Regions from separate parts of the Sus scrofa genome. Here all the other regions are linked to region 1. The links are chromatin contacts, called in public Hi-C and HiChIP or PLAC-seq maps. All regions are on one chromosome and are shown on one strand. Each heading gives the region's core, a stretch centred on a gene start, on an enhancer-like site or on the middle of the called end of the contact. The rest is flanking DNA. Distances are from core to core; before and after follow the strand shown. Region 1 overlaps BCAR3 (breast cancer anti-estrogen resistance protein 3). Region 2 has its middle 27 kb from the start of DR1. Region 3 holds the start of FNBP1L (formin-binding protein 1-like). Region 4 holds the start of BCAR3 (breast cancer anti-estrogen resistance protein 3).

The links. Hi-C and Micro-C count contacts between places; a contact is called where the count stands out from the background. HiChIP or PLAC-seq counts read pairs in DNA pulled down with a chosen protein or histone mark.
Region 2: an H3K27ac HiChIP or PLAC-seq map of alveolar macrophages shows a contact between it and region 1. The contact joins two enhancer-like sites. A contact is called at or near these places in 12 of 47 Hi-C or Micro-C datasets (blood, brain, embryonic fibroblasts and 9 more) and 1 of 2 datasets of contacts at active chromatin or transcription factors (alveolar macrophages).
Region 3: a contact with region 1 is called in a Hi-C map of alveolar macrophages, with 2.5 times the contacts expected there. The contact joins the promoter of FNBP1L here to the enhancer-like site in region 1. A contact is called at or near these places in 14 of 47 Hi-C or Micro-C datasets (alveolar macrophages, blood, brain and 10 more) and 1 of 2 datasets of contacts at active chromatin or transcription factors (alveolar macrophages).
Region 4: a contact with region 1 is called in an H3K27ac HiChIP or PLAC-seq map of alveolar macrophages. The contact joins the promoter of BCAR3 here to the enhancer-like site in region 1. A contact is called at or near these places in 4 of 5 promoter capture datasets (fetal liver, fetal skeletal muscle and liver), 29 of 47 Hi-C or Micro-C datasets (adipocytes, adipose tissue, alveolar macrophages and 18 more) and 2 of 2 datasets of contacts at active chromatin or transcription factors (alveolar macrophages and skeletal muscle).

The regions. Positions count from the first base shown.
Region 1 is chr4:123,588,662-123,592,272 of Sscrofa11.1, reverse strand. All of the region lies in intron 4 of BCAR3 (breast cancer anti-estrogen resistance protein 3), which reads right to left. Among named protein-coding and RNA genes, the nearest start is that of BCAR3, 150 kb to the right of the region's middle. Within about 2 kb of position 1,897, at least 16 of the 83 cell types and tissues checked have an H3K27ac peak or open chromatin away from gene starts, as enhancers often do. A contact at or near this core is called in alveolar macrophages, where this site is marked.
Region 2 is chr4:123,806,778-123,810,388 of Sscrofa11.1, reverse strand. No RefSeq gene overlaps it. Among named protein-coding and RNA genes, the nearest start is that of DR1, 27 kb to the left of the region's middle. Within about 2 kb of position 1,623, at least 4 of the 83 cell types and tissues checked have an H3K27ac peak or open chromatin away from gene starts, as enhancers often do. A contact at or near this core is called in alveolar macrophages, where this site is marked.
Region 3 is chr4:123,777,808-123,781,418 of Sscrofa11.1, reverse strand. It overlaps FNBP1L (formin-binding protein 1-like), which reads left to right and starts at 1,779. Exons shown (of 16, transcript XM_005663661.3): 1 at 1,779-2,024. The coding sequence starts at 2,001.
Region 4 is chr4:123,439,030-123,442,640 of Sscrofa11.1, reverse strand. It overlaps BCAR3 (breast cancer anti-estrogen resistance protein 3), which reads right to left and starts at 2,070. Exons shown (of 13, transcript XM_003125890.6): 1 at 1,913-2,070.

The DNA.
Region 1 (3,611 bases), core at 648-3,147:
CTTTTTAGCAACGGCCACACTTCCCAGACCTGCAGGACAGGGGATCCCCGGAAGGAGGGGCTGGGCTCCATCACGCTCTTCCTGCTCCTCGCCAGCCTCAGCAACCGTCCCCACGTGTGGTAACATTAAGCCTCCCAAGACTATCTGCCCAGAACGTTTTTGTTTTTTGGGGGGGCGGGGGGTGGGGAGGGAGGAGCTGGATGGGAGCTCTGAATGTGAGCCCCAGGGCTGTTTTCCATTCCCGGCTGGCAGTGTTTGATCTTCTGGTCCCACCGGGGACGGTGCTGGCTCTGTGGATGTGCGCACTCAGGAAAAAAAACCTGCAGAGCCAGCCAATCGGGCCATTATTTGGTTCATAGAACTTGTTAAAATCTCACGGAATGTACAGCGCGCCATTGTTTTTGTAAGTCCCTTTCATGACTTTGTGAGCTGGCTAATTCAGAGCAGACTGGCCTGTTTTCCCTGCTGGAAGAAAAGACTTTCCTCACAGAGGGCTATTTAACCGTGACCGTGGCTGTGGCCATCGCGGGCACAGAGGGGGAGGGGCAGCCCCCACCGCCCCCGCCCCCACGAGGCTCCCACAGCCCCGGCACTTATTCTTGGCGCTGGAATTCGCATAATTACTCCTCTTTTAATCTGCTGGGTGACCTAATGTAGGAACTAGGAACCGTAGGCCTCGCTGGGATGGGAGCCTGGGGCAGTCTGTCAAGGGCTAGACGCCCTTAGAAGGCGCCTTTCGGAGCATTAACCCTAGAAAGGACCCATCTCCAAGTCACGGCCGTGCTCCCGGGAGGATGGAGGCGTCCAAGGGCACCGGTCCCCTCCTGGATAATGGCTCCGCTCCCATCCCTGCCTCTCCTAACCCACAAAGCAAGCTCAGAAACTGCAAAGCATCTTCTAAAAGCTCACAAGTGGTTCCAGCAAGAGTCCCACCAGGGCTGGCAACAAAAGAAAGGATATTCATTTGCTAGGGAGCTCTCGGGAACAAAAGGCTGCATTCCAGCCCACCCTTGCAACTGCAGAGGGAGCAGGCTGTTGAGAGCCTGGGCACGAAAACGGCCTCTGCCTACACCTTGGCTAATTTGAAAACACACTCACCCCAAGCTTGTTTTCTACTTTGCTCTTGCTGTGTTTCCCAAGGTGTCTTCCTTCAGGACAGTTTTATTTTATTTTATTTTACTTTATTTATTTATTTATTTTGTCTTTTTGCCATTTTTAGGGCCGCTCCCTCGGCATATAGAGGTTCCCAGGCTAGGGGGTCTAATCCAAGCTGTAGCTGCTGGCCTACACCACAATGCCAGATCTGAGCCGCATCTGCGACCTACACCACAGCTCACGGCACTGCCGGATCCTTAACCCACTGAGCAAGCCAGGAATCGAACCCGCAACCTCATGGTTCCCAGTCAGATTCGTTAACTACTGAGCCACGACGGGAACTCCAGGACAGTTTATTTTAAAATGAAAAAGCTATAAGAAACATTTCTTCTAAAAGGAAAATCACCAATCTATAATAAATGTTTCTTTAAAAACTAAACAAAACCACCCAGCTCTGCTAGAGCTAATCCCCTAAAAATTATACTTTTCAACCACTCTCAGAAAAGAAACTCTATTAATATAACTGTATGGCTTGCCTGTGAAGAAGCTAGAATTAGAATCTTTAGGCTCAAAGGGAGATTGGTATAAAGGGGAAGAAAATAGGAAATAATATAAATTTATAAAATGAATCCGTGTGTAGGAGAACGGGAGGGGCAACTCCTGAAGGTGAAAGAGGAAGAAGCCCCAGGAGAAAAGGATGGAAGCACGAAAATGAAAGTCGGTTTCAGAAGTTCAAGAAGGGGTTACAAAAGCGAAAGCATAATGGATTATAATAGCAACTGCAGGAGCTCCGGGTACGACTCCAGGCTTTTGAGGTCATGTGATGGATGGGCAATTATTATCTGTCACATCCTAGGTCTTAATGTCTGGGACACAACATGAAGTGCCACCTTGGTTCCAATCAGTGTGGCAGTTTTATGATCCACCGTGATGAATTAAGAACCCCTTACCACTCACGAAACCCTTCCCCCTCCAGACTGTCACAGGCACAGAGGATCCTAAGTGTTAAACTAGAAAGGACACGGGCCCACCCCCTCGTTTCCAGCTGTAGGGAAGATGGGACCCATTGAGAGGAGCTAGTAAGTTCAAGGTTATGCTGCTCCTTAGACCAGAGCTCAGACCAGGCTCCCTCCCCTCCCGGGAGTCTTAGGGGCTGTAACTTGGAATCTTCTATTGGAATGCTAGCCAGGAAGGGTAACACACTGAGCTGTTACCACGTGGTCACATTTTAGAATAATTATTTCATTACATCAAAGGTTCTAAGCAGTCACCCGACGCAGGTCTAAGAAAGTAGATGCGGGGTAAATATATTTTAAAGGCGGTAAAAATAGGCAAAAACCAAACGGGGGCAGTAAGCAGGTAAAGCAGCCCAGAAGAAAACGCTACCGCACAAATTTGCCTAGGGCTATTTCCTCTAAAAGCTATTTCCTCTGTTTAAAAAAAAAAAAAAAAAAGTTGGTTTTATATCTAGGGTAAGGTATGCTAGGTACGCAGAGGAAAATTCCAGAGCTGTACACGGCTACCAAAGTCACTACTTTGAGCAGGCGGAAGGTACAGCTGGGGGGAATTTTCTGCTTTCCAGGCTGGAAGAAGTCGTCTTGCCCAGATACAGGCGGAGAGAATCAACTATACTTAATTACAGCAAAGGACTTCAGGGTTCTATAAAACAGTGAAGACCAGACTTTCCAGATCATGCTTTAAGCTACTGTGGGCTTAGAAAAGCGCGGAGGGAGGAGAGGGCGAGGGACACAAAGAAAAGTCAGAAAAAAAGGAAAACCCCAAACGCCCCTCTCTAACAGTCAGAATTGAAGAGACAGAAAGAGTGGAGAAGAAGTCTCGGAAATTCCAGGTTCCCTGGACCTGCTCAAAGGTTCTCATCACATTCAGCAGAGTGCTGCAGGGAGGCCCCCAAAGGAGGCGAGCCTGTGCGCAAGTGAAAGAACTACTAAACAGCCCGAGGGCTTCCCCAGCCTGCTCCCCTCCGGTCCTCACTCCTAGTAGCCTAGCAACCGCATCCCAGGTCCCCGTCAGGCCTACTGATGCGCAGCCATGCCAACCACGGGGGGTGTCGGGAGCACACAGTGCAGACTGGACTGTGGATTCGTTCTCTACCCAGCTCCCTCTGCTGTGACACACAGCCCCATCACCCCGGGGGTTCGGGGCTCAGCCTCCCTGCCTCCTCTCCGCCAGAGCCGAGGATGCACGAGGGGTCCCAGATCCCTCTCCATCTGGGCACTGGGAAAACCAGGTGGAGATGACTAGAAGACTCCCCTGCAGGAAGGGACGGGGCATCGAGGCTCCAACAGGATACGAACGAACGCTGTCTGCTGGCCACAGCCTCTGCTTCTGCGGCCCAGACGAGACTCGGTCAGAGATCCAACCGCCCCCACTCTGAGGTTGCAATGAATGACTAAAACTCTGACTTCACCACAAAGGGCCCTAGAAAGTGCAAAAGACCTTACACAGGTTCTCTACTTTTCTCCACGCCCGAGAGGCATTACGTGTGCAATTATCTT
Region 2 (3,611 bases), core at 374-2,873, 220 kb before region 1:
TCTTATCCAAAAACCAGTGCAAATTAAAATTTTTAATGGCAAGTCTGCTATCTCTTCATATCCCGATAACAGGCTTACTATTATACAAATAGGAAATAAGATCTGGTATCCGTGGCGCATTATTTAGAATTGTGAAGTTAGGAATTGTGTTCTTAATGTCACTGATAGGTCAGCAGCTGTTAATATAGGAGGAAGTGCTTGGAAAATGTGCTGCCTCTACCTTTAGTATAGTAATTATTTTACAGTGTTCCAGTCTTGGTGCCTCTGAGGTTGAACAGCTATAATTCTTCACTTTATGCCTTACGGCATTCTCACTTGAATTTTGTAGCAGCCCCTAACTGGCCTTGCTGCCACTCCCTCTTTGTTCTGAACTATTCTTCACATTGCTACCAGTGTGATTTTCTAAAACACAAATGTGAGTTGAGAGGCCTCTCTTCTTGGTGCTCGTGAAGTCCAGACTGCTGGGCATTACATCAGATGTCTTTCACTTGATTCAGCTTTTTCTATACTTTCTCAATTGTCCTGAAATCTGAGCTGAAAAGAGTTTTTTACACTTTACTACCTTTGCCTGTGCTTCTTACCCCTCTGGAATGACATTTTCACTTCTTCCCTTGGCAAACTTCTAACCATATATGGAATTTCTAACCATAGCTACATGATGCAGCTTAAATTTTAACTCCTAAAAGTGTTCCCAGAAGCCTCCATGTGTAGTCATCCTTTATCTGTGCCTATGATACACATTGCCTTTTTTTTTTTTTTTCTTTTTGCCTTTTGTCTTTTTACGGCCACACCCATGGCATATGGAGGTTCCCAGGCTAGGGGTCTAATCGGAGTGACAGCTGCCAGCCTCTGCCACAGCCACAGCAACACCAGATCCGAGCTTCACCGAGCTACACCACAGCTCACCCCAAGCCAGATCCTTAACCCACTGAGTGAGGCCAGGAATCGAACCCGCGTCTTCATGGTTCCTAGTCAAATTCGTTTCCACTGCACCATGATGGGAACTCCCACATTGCTCTTTTTGAATCCGTAGTTCCACATTATAGTTTGTTTACAAACCTCTTGGAGTGGGAGCTCCTGGAGGTCAGAGACCATATGTATCATCATCTCAGTATCCCTAGCAACTAACATAGTACAAATTTTCCAGTCGAAATTATAAATATCTGCTTGGTCAGCCCTCATTTCACCTGATGTTCCATAACATGCACTCCTAGATCTAGAATACAGTCCTCAGTAAGTGTAATGAAAATGGAAAAGAAGAAACAATTACATTTTATGTGCTGTGTTAAGAAGAAATGTTCATGTCATAATTATTAAAGAAAATCTTTCGAGAAAATAGTGTTTCAATCCTGGAAGGGTGGAAATGATCAGAAGCCCCCCCCCCCCCACTCCCACCTCAGCTCCCAGGGCATAGCAGTTCTCTGGTTCTAGGAATTCAAGATAACAAAATGTCATACCACTGTCTGTGATTAACCAGAAAAACACAAGCCCCTCAAGTTATTTCAAACAAAGAGTGATTTAATGCAAGGAATTAGGTCACATAATTATTGGAACTGAAAGAGCCAAAAAGCGGCAGTATTGCCCAATGATGAAGAACTGTGAGAACCCTGGAGCTTCTGGTCATCTGCTGACTTTCACTATTACTCATAAGAAATCAGCTTAAAACAGATTGTGTTACTTATTACAGTTCTGTGAATTGTCTGAGTTCGGCTGAGTAGTTCTGCTTCGCTTGATGTCTGAGGCTATGGTCATTTGAAAATGTTTATGGTTAAAAATTTTTAAAAACTTACATTTGAATTAATACACGACAAAAATATACCAAGAGATTGCAACATCTGGAGTTCCTGGTTGTGGCACAGTGGGTTAAGAATCCAGCTGCAGTGGCTTGGGTTCCTGCAGAGGCTCAGGTCAGTCCCCCAGCCCCGTGCAGTGGGTTAAAGGATCCAGTATTGCTGCAGCTTCAGCTTGGATTCAGTCCCTGGCCCTGGAATTTTCACCTGCCATGAGTGTGGCCACAAAGAATAAAGGTGAGGTGCTGATCTCCAATGTCGTTCTCTCTACAAGCTCCTTATCTAGATCACCGTCACCCATCTTCGTGTTTTCTCTGTTTAATTGTTCTCAGAATCTCAAGGGTTGCTTTTCAAGAGGCTGCTTTCTATTCCATTCCCTGACTACCCCATACGCGTATCTCTAACAGCATTTGTCATGCTGTCCTGGAATTATTGGTGAATTTATCTTTTTATTCAACTCATCCAAGAGCTCCTGGAGGATGTGGGTTGTGTCTTAATGATCTTGAGGCTGCCACTTCTGTCACAGTACCCAGCACAGAGTAGATATTACAGGCATTGGTTGAATGAAGTGATGTAAATTGGTAGAAAAAAGGGCTGGTGAGTTTTTGTTTTTTTTCCAGTTAGCGGTCTTCAGAAAACACATTTAGGAATTACAGCAAATGTTAGTTGTTACTCAGTAGCCATTTCCTTTTTTTTTTTTTTTTTTTTTTGTAATCAAAACTCAAGTTGTGGCAGTGTACCCCAGAGCATGTATCTTGATAGATACAAAGCAGTCATGGCACCCCTGTTTTCCTCTGCAGATAACACGCCTGGGTTGAACATGATGGGGCATAGAGGGAAGCTGTGGAGCTTACAGGGACAGATCTTCCATAAAAGGAGAAAGTCACTTTTTTTTCTTTTCTCCCTTCCTGCTATGTTTACTGTTCTGTAAGAGCTGTGAAGCCTGGATCCAGGGCAGCTGTCCTATGCTATTAGGTGGCAGCTTGAAAACAAAATATAACATGCTGAGAATTATGGAGGCAGAGAGATGGAAAGTCTAGGTCTTTGATGAGATCATTGAGCCACATCAATCCTAGATTACCTGTTACATACAGACTTCTTTTTGTGTAAGGTAATTAAACTGGCTTCATTGGTAAGCCGCTATGTAGTTAAAAAGATGTATCTATGTCCAAACCCTCAGAACCTGTAAATGTGGCCTTTTTTGGAAAAAGTGTCTTTGCAGATCTAATTAGTTAAGGATCATCCTGGATTATCTGAGTGGGCCCTAAATCCAATGACAAGTGTCCTGTAAGAGACACAGAGGAGAAAATGGGCACAGAGGTGAAAACCGAGGCAGAGATGAGAATTATGCAGGGACAATCCAAGGAACACCTGGAACCACCAGAAATTGGAAGAGGCGAGGAGGAATTTTTTCTGTAGAACCTGCAGAGAGAGGCCCTGCTAACAACTTGCTTGGGGCTTTTGACTGCCGAAACTGTGAGAAAATAATTTCTGTTGTTTTAAGCCACCCAGTTGGTGGTCATTTTTTACAGCAGACTTGAGAAATAATGTAAACTTGTAAGTCAGTTCTTTTTTTGGTTGCAGATAAAGATCCTCGATTAATATAGGGATTTTTTTAAAATTTCAAAGTAAAATAATTGGTATTGGTAATAATTTAGGAAAAGATCCTAGAATCCCTGAAAATTCTTCCCATAGGACTTGAAACCAAGATTGATACTAAAGTTCAGAGATCCCAGAGGTAGGGGGATAAGAAGACACCTTTAAATGATACTGTGGGGCATACCTGCTCACACCAAATAGAGCACAGCAATTCCAAAGAAG
Region 3 (3,611 bases), core at 530-3,029, 190 kb before region 1:
TCATAGCAAAGTATAGCACATTAATTCCTTTGTTGTGATAGTTTTCACTTTTTAATAATTCTTGCTTAAAGAGTTTGAAGTAAATTTTAATATCATGAAATAATTTTGTAAATTGATTATTTGAGGATTATCAGTTTAAGTTGATTATATCAATTTAAATTTTATGAAAACATAGACTAATGTAATTTTTCTCTGAATCTGATGCCCTCAAATCTAACTTTTGGAAGAGAAATTAATTGTTCTGAGTGTGGAATTCTGTTCAGAAATTTCAAAAGAAGAAAACCGCTCATCTAAGAGATAAGACTTTATGTTCTGTTGGGGAATTGTGTATAGCATGGTTGAGGAGAGGGTAATCTTTATGGTGAATGGTAGCTTACTTTTCAAGGGAAAGCATGTAATTTTTTTTTTTTAAAGGAAGAGGCGATGTGGATCGCAGGGTTAGGTGATATAAATACCCTCGAAGGAAACAGGAAAATGCTGGAAAGAGAAAGTGTTCAGTCCATGCTTAACAGCCTTATCACTGCATGGCACACTTAAGCATTTAACTATGGGCCACAACCCTCTTGGAGGAGGGTAATTGTTATGCTGGAGCTGGAGTCACAGAAGGGCAGCAAACAATTTAGCAAGAGTTTTGTCTGGACGGTCAGGAAGGATGAGGATATTTGGCCAACGCCAAGAGGGAGCACAGCCAGGCAGGGACAAGGATATAGGTGGGAGAGACTGGGGCATCTGAGCAGGCCCTATAGGGAGGTGTTTCAAAGGCTGACTAGCCCTGGGAGAACTTAAGACCCTCAGCTGTCAAAACACACCGAGGAGCACTCTACTAGTGATTGCTTGGACTGTGTGGGCGCGTGTGCGTGTGTGTTTTTAGGAGACAAGCAATTAATGCTAAAGCGTATGTTAGGGAGTTGCTAAGCATACTTGATACCTAAAACCAACCAGTCAAACTTGCTGACCGCAGTTAATGATTACTCAGAAAGGCCGGGAAGTAACTCCACGGAGAAAAAAGGAAATGGCTCCGATATTCTAAATGAGAAATATCTGAGGTCCGAATAGGCTCTTTGCTCTGCCGACTAGGAATCTGCCTTCCATGCAATTCCGCAGGCGCGAGGTCACCATTCCAGACAAGGGGCAAGCTCAGTTCTCCTTTCCTGCAGGTGACAGCCTGGCTCCCCTTTGTCCATGTGTTCCATCTCCTCTCATGGCAGCATCCCCAAGTGAAAGCTGAAAGATCTACCTTCTTTAATGAGTTCCCGACAGGACTCAAACAATTAAAATGTTCTATTAAAAAAAATCAGGGGCACGCTGCATTCACATTGGATGCTCTACACATTCAAGGGATTCCCGAGCTCACCCTTTCCATTAAGATTTTTTCTTATAAATAAAACATCTCTCTCCACAATCTAAACCCAAGGATTTGGATGAGTTTTCCTTGTCTGGGTTTCTCCCAAGTGGAGGCGGCAAGAGGCAGGAAGGAGCCGCCTCATTTAAGGGGGCTCAGGGCAGAGAAGGGCGGTGGGCGTCTTTTCCGTCTCTCCCTTTCCTTCTAGGTGACCGCGATTCAAGTGGCCGCGGCGGTGGGACAGTCCCAGCCCAGAGAGACGAAAAGCGAGAGCCTGGGCGGGATGAGAAAGCGCGGCGGCCCGGGGACCCGGGGCGAGGAGACCCTGCCGGGCTCGGCCGGGCGCGCGCGGTCCGCCCCGATCCCAGGGTGCATCGCGCCCCGCCCCCTCCCCTCTCCGCGTCCCGCCTCCCCCCAGCCCAGGCCCCCTCCCGCCCGGCTCCGGGAGGCGGGGACGCGGCGGCGGCGGCGGCGGCGCGGCGGCTTCTCCAGTCGCGTCTTTCTCACTCACTGGGGAACTCGGCGGTGGCGGCACCTTCCGAGGCTGAGCAGCCGAGCCGCGAGCCCGCCAGTGGGAGGCCGGACAGCCTGACGGCAGAGCCGACGGACATTCGGACAGCAGGGCGGCCAGACGGCTCGAGGGGCCTCGAGTTCCGCCATGAGCTGGGGCACGGAGCTGTGGGTGAGTCGAGGAGAGGGGCGCCCCGCGCGCACCCGGGCCCGGAGGGGCTGCGGCTGGGCAGACGCCCGGACCGTCGGGGGCCCGAGCGCGTCGGGCCGTCGCCGCCCCTGGCGCGGGCGGAGAGGCGGGTGGTCCCGCTCGCCTTTGTGTGCAGACCCCTGCCCGCTCGGCCGGGCGTGAGAGGCTGCTGGCCCGCGCTCCCGCCCCGCCGCCGCGGTGCGGCTGAGGGCAGCGGCTTGGACGGCTGGGGAGCGGCCCCGGGCTGCCGCGTCCGCCGCCATCCTCTCCCGGCCCCTCTCCCTCCTCCGCCTTCACTTTCCGGACGCCTGGCTCCGGGCCGGGCCGCGCTTCCCAGCCTTTGTATCTCCCCTCCCCGGGGCGGGGGAGGGGGCCCATTGTCCCGAAGGGGCGCTGTTCGCGGGCGGGGAGGGGGCTCGCCGCGGCCCCGGGTCCGGCCAGGGTCCCCGGGCGAGGGCGGCGCCGGGCTGGGGCGGCGCGGGGACCCGCGAGGCACCGCCCGCCGCCCTCGCCCCAGGTAGGGGGAGCCGGGCGGCTTTGTTCGGAGCCCGGCCTCCGGCCAGCCAGGCCCAGCCCACACGCCCATTTCCCTCTTCTGGTGTCCGTGCTCCGACCACGGTGGCTTCGGGGACTCCGGGCTGGGCCACCTCTGGCTGCCGCCCAGGGCCGGGGGCTTGGCTTTGGGGACCTGAATTAAATGGAGAGATCGATGGGGAAGCCGATGGTGCCGAAGGAGCGTACGGCTTCCCAGTTGCTCTTCTTGCCCTTCCGTCGTTCTTTCTCCTCTTTCTCCCGCTTTTCTCGCCCATGCCTCCTTGTCTTTCATGGGCGCTGAAGGCTGCAGACAATGCCGGTGTCTGGCCAGGTGCGGCGGGGACTGGAACAGGTCGGAGAACCCGCTCGCTCGCCGCCGCGGAAGGGTGGCGGTGTGGAGGGCAGTGATTTCTCAGGTGCTGCCGGGGGACGGGAGCGTGGGGGCGCTGTCCCGGGAGCCGCCGGCCTTCAGCCACTCCCCGCTCCATCCCACCTGTGCCTGTTTTCCTGCCTTTTGTTACCTGGGCTCTCGTGAAATCGCTGCCGAGAAAGAGCAGAAAGAACTTTTTTTGTCTCCAGACGTACAGTTAGGAGGGGAATGAAGGCAGATCGGTTCATGGAAGGGTACAGTGTTTTCTGTTATTTTTCACATTTTACTCCCAGACGGGGAATTTTAGAATTGAAAGAGACTCTAGAGCTCATCGAGTCGAACACCTGCTTAGCCAGCCCAGGAATCTGCAACATTCTGGGCAAGTGTTTGCCCAGGGTGTAAACACACCACCCAAGAGAACATACCTCTGGAGCCTCTCCATTACGTTCCTAGATAGTACAATGCAATTGTTCTTGTATTGAGGAGGATTATATAGTCAATTAGGTAAACTTTCATCTTTTTCTTTGGTTAGATTCTCAGGCATTAAAAGTCTCTTTCCTTGGACTTAGTACATTCTGTAGTTAATTATAGTATGTTCTTAAAGGAGATGGATACAGTTTTATTTCCCATTTTTATAATTAGAAAATATTTTGATCTTTATATAC
Region 4 (3,611 bases), core at 821-3,320, 150 kb after region 1:
GTCCAGGCAGTGCCTGGTGCCCGTGAGCGCTGCCAACGCTCCATCCCCATTCCAGGCCTAAACGAATCAGAATCCTGGGGTGGTGGGAGAGGGAGCCTCCAGGTGATCCCAACAGCACGAGGCTACCTCGTGCCCACGGGCTCTTTCTGGATGTCCTCTGTGCGGCGGCTCCTTACTGTATTTGAATTGCATTTATTAACAATAATCTCATTGTATTCTTGTTATACTTTTCCCTGCTCCCTCGGATTCTCACCTTCTGGAAGGATCCCTCACAAGACTCCAGGTGGCGGTTCCTCCACTGACATTCTGCTGCTTCTCTGTGCTGCACAGGCCCGGCGTGCCCCCCACCCCACCCCCGGGGGCCCGCAGCTTCATTTGGCGCTCAGCTGGGTCCACTGCGCTTCTCTCTATAGATGCCAATTACCATCACTCTTCTCAAAACATCGACTGCAAAGGCTAGTTTGAGCCATCGACGGTTGGCAGTTCTGTTAGCAAGGAAGCTTTGTACAGGGCCACTCTGGCCAGCCCAGGGCAAAGGTCAGGGCTTCACAGTGACCGAAGCCACTATCACTGAGAAAAGGCCTCCCCCAGTGAGGGAGGGCTCTGCCAGGAATCAGATGTGGCTACCCCAAGGCCCAACTGCTGGAGAGCTAGGACCGCCTCTTGTTGTTGTTAACTTTTAATTTAGATATAATTTCAAAGTTACAGAAAAATTGCAAGTATAGCATAAGAGGTTCCATATATCTTTTACCCAGATTCCCCCATCACTTATACTTTGCTCCATTTCTTTTATTGTAATATTCTATTGGTGTGTTTTTTTCTTAACTTTTTTTTTTCCTGCTTTTTAGGGTGGCACCTGCAGCATATGGAGGTTTCCAGGCTAGGAGTTGAATTGGAGCTGTAGCCACCGGCCCACACCACAGCAACACAGGATCCAAGCAGCGTCTGCAACCTACACCACAGCTCACGGCAACGCCAGATCCTTAACCCGCTGAGCGGAGCCAGGGATCGAACCCGAAAACTCGTGATTACTAGCAAACTTATGGTTAGTAGTCGGGTTTGTTAAACACTGAGCCACGACGGGAACTCCATGCCTCTAAATATTTCTATGAACAAGGAGATTCTCTTACATAAAAAGAGCACAATGACCAACTTTAGGAAACTCAACATCGACAGAATACTATCATCTAAACCCATCAAAGGTCAGTCACGTGTTCATTTAGCTGTCATGTCTATTTAGGCTCCTTTAATTTGGAACAGGTCTTCAGCCAGCCTTTCTTGACCTTGACATTTTTGAAGGGCACTAGCCAGCTTTTTGGTAGTCCGTTCCTGGAATTTATGTGTATCTGGTGTTTCAGGTTTAGATTTAGGGAAGCTTTCGTGGGGCAGGAAAATCACAGGAGAGGAGGTTGTATCCTTCTCAGCCTGAGGGGATCCACGATGCGGGTCTGTCCCAAGAGCCGGGACCCTTTGATGGCTCTCGGGATAGGGCCACAGCCTTTGTGAAGACCGCCCTCTGCTGGTCATTTTCAACATTGCCGCTGCCGTGCCTCCGCTGCTATGATTGACAAAGGGCCAGAGGCCCTGAAGTCTAAACCCTGAGCATTTATTGTGAGACCTTGGAAGTTTTTCAGCCTTACTGAATCCCGACTGCCTCTTCTATAAAAAAAAAAAAAAAAGATGACAGTCCCTGCCCTGCTTCCCTTATAGATGGTTTCGTGTGAAACGGTCCTACAAAGGCAGTCAGGCGGTGTTTTAAGCTAATGCCTAAACGTGCTTCTAGGACCCCTCTGCGGGCCCAGCCCCCAGGTCCCTGAGTGCCAAAACTGCCCTTCGGGACTCGCGGCCACACCCTGCCAAGCCTCGCGTGGGTACCCCCTGTGTGCCTGCCGTGGCAGAGCTGCCTCCTTACCTGAGGTTTCCAAGAGCAGCAGGTTCCCATGAGCCACGCCGTGAAGGCACACGGGGAGGTCTGGCCTTCAGTGTTCCTGCCCTGGGGGTCCAGATGCTGGGGGGGCGGGAATCTCCGCTGCTCTGGGCACCGATGGTTACGCAGCACCAACTGGGGTTGCCTGCGCTCCACTGCTCAGCCGGCTGGCGGATGGTGGTAAAATTGACCTCTGCCCTTCCGCCCACGTCTCCCATCTCCCGAAACCCAGGGACACGTGTGTTTTCAGCAACTTAGGCATAGGGTTTTCACCTGCGCCAACCCCGGGACTTGTGCAAACCCTGCTCTTACCCAGACCTTAGCTCTCTTGCCACATTTTCTTTGCGTCCTTCTCAGAAGCTTAGGTGCGCCCCCCCCCCCCACTTCTTTCCATCTACCTGCCTTCTTTCCTACTTTCAATAAACATTTATTGAGCACCATCTATACGCCAGGCTCCTCACTGGAGCTCCATGGAGAGCAGAATGCCCAGTTGCCCCGCAGGGCTTATCTTTCATTGAGTGATAAGCAGAGCAGCGATTACATCAGAAACGAGATCCCCGTGCCTTCCCAGGCAGGCTTTTCTTGTTCCATGTGACTCGACCCCACTCTGCCTCCCACGTGGCCCGGAGCGTCCTCTTTATAGCTTTATGGTTACTGAGTGCTCTCCCAGGACCAGGGAGCTTCGTTGTGCAGGCCCAAAGGAGAAGCTCAGAGAATTACGAGAACGAAGTGGCTCAAGCAGAGAACTATTTGTCAGCATGAAATAGTTGTTTCTTTTCTTACTGGAATTTACTCTTGAGCAGAGGCATCTGTAGTATATTCAGCTGGAGCCATTCCCGGAAGCATCTGTGGGGTTTTCTTACTTGGGGGCATCTCGGGGTTCTTGAGAAGCCAGTGGTGGGGTTCTGCACCTGCTCAGAGGAAGAAGCGTCAGTCACACCGACGCGGGCTCCGTGCGGGCTGAGGTCCAAGGGCACAGACTCTGTAAAGCTAGTGCCGGGGTTAGTGTGGGACTCAGGCCAGAAGGCACTGGCGGGGGTGGGGCTGGGGGCGGGGCGGGGGCAGGCCTGGGCCGGAGTGAAGGACCAGCCTGCCAGCTTCCCCTCATCCGCAGGACTGGAGGAGCCCACTTCTCACCCGTGTAGAGACACCACTGCTGGACTCATCTGCTTCACGGTGCTTTGGAGCGGAAAAGGGCATAAAAGCATATGCACCGTTTGTGCAGTGATGTACCAGCAGATGTATAGGAAACATGTTTGGATCAGAAACATGAATAAGGAGGCACTTGATTTGGGGGGGGGGTGGCGTGCCTGCAGTGTGTGGAAGCTCCCAGGCTAAGGGTCAAATGGGAGCTACAGCTGCCGACCTGCGCCACAGTCACACCAGATCCCAGCCTCGTCTGCAACCTGCAGCACCCCCTCACGGCCACCCTGGACCCTTGACCCACTGAGAGAGGCCAGGGATTGAACCCGCATCCTCATGGATACTAGTTGAGTTTGCTACTGCTGCGCCACGAAGGGAACTCCTAAGGAGGCACTCTAGAATGCAATTTGACAGGGTTCGGTTAGGGAGCTTGTCTCCGGCTGGTTAGGCGTGGGTAAGAACAGAACCGATTAAGGAGCCGTGGTCGGGACCCGTGTTGGGTTTACACTGGTCTGATTCACACCTGCTCCTCTTCCTCATT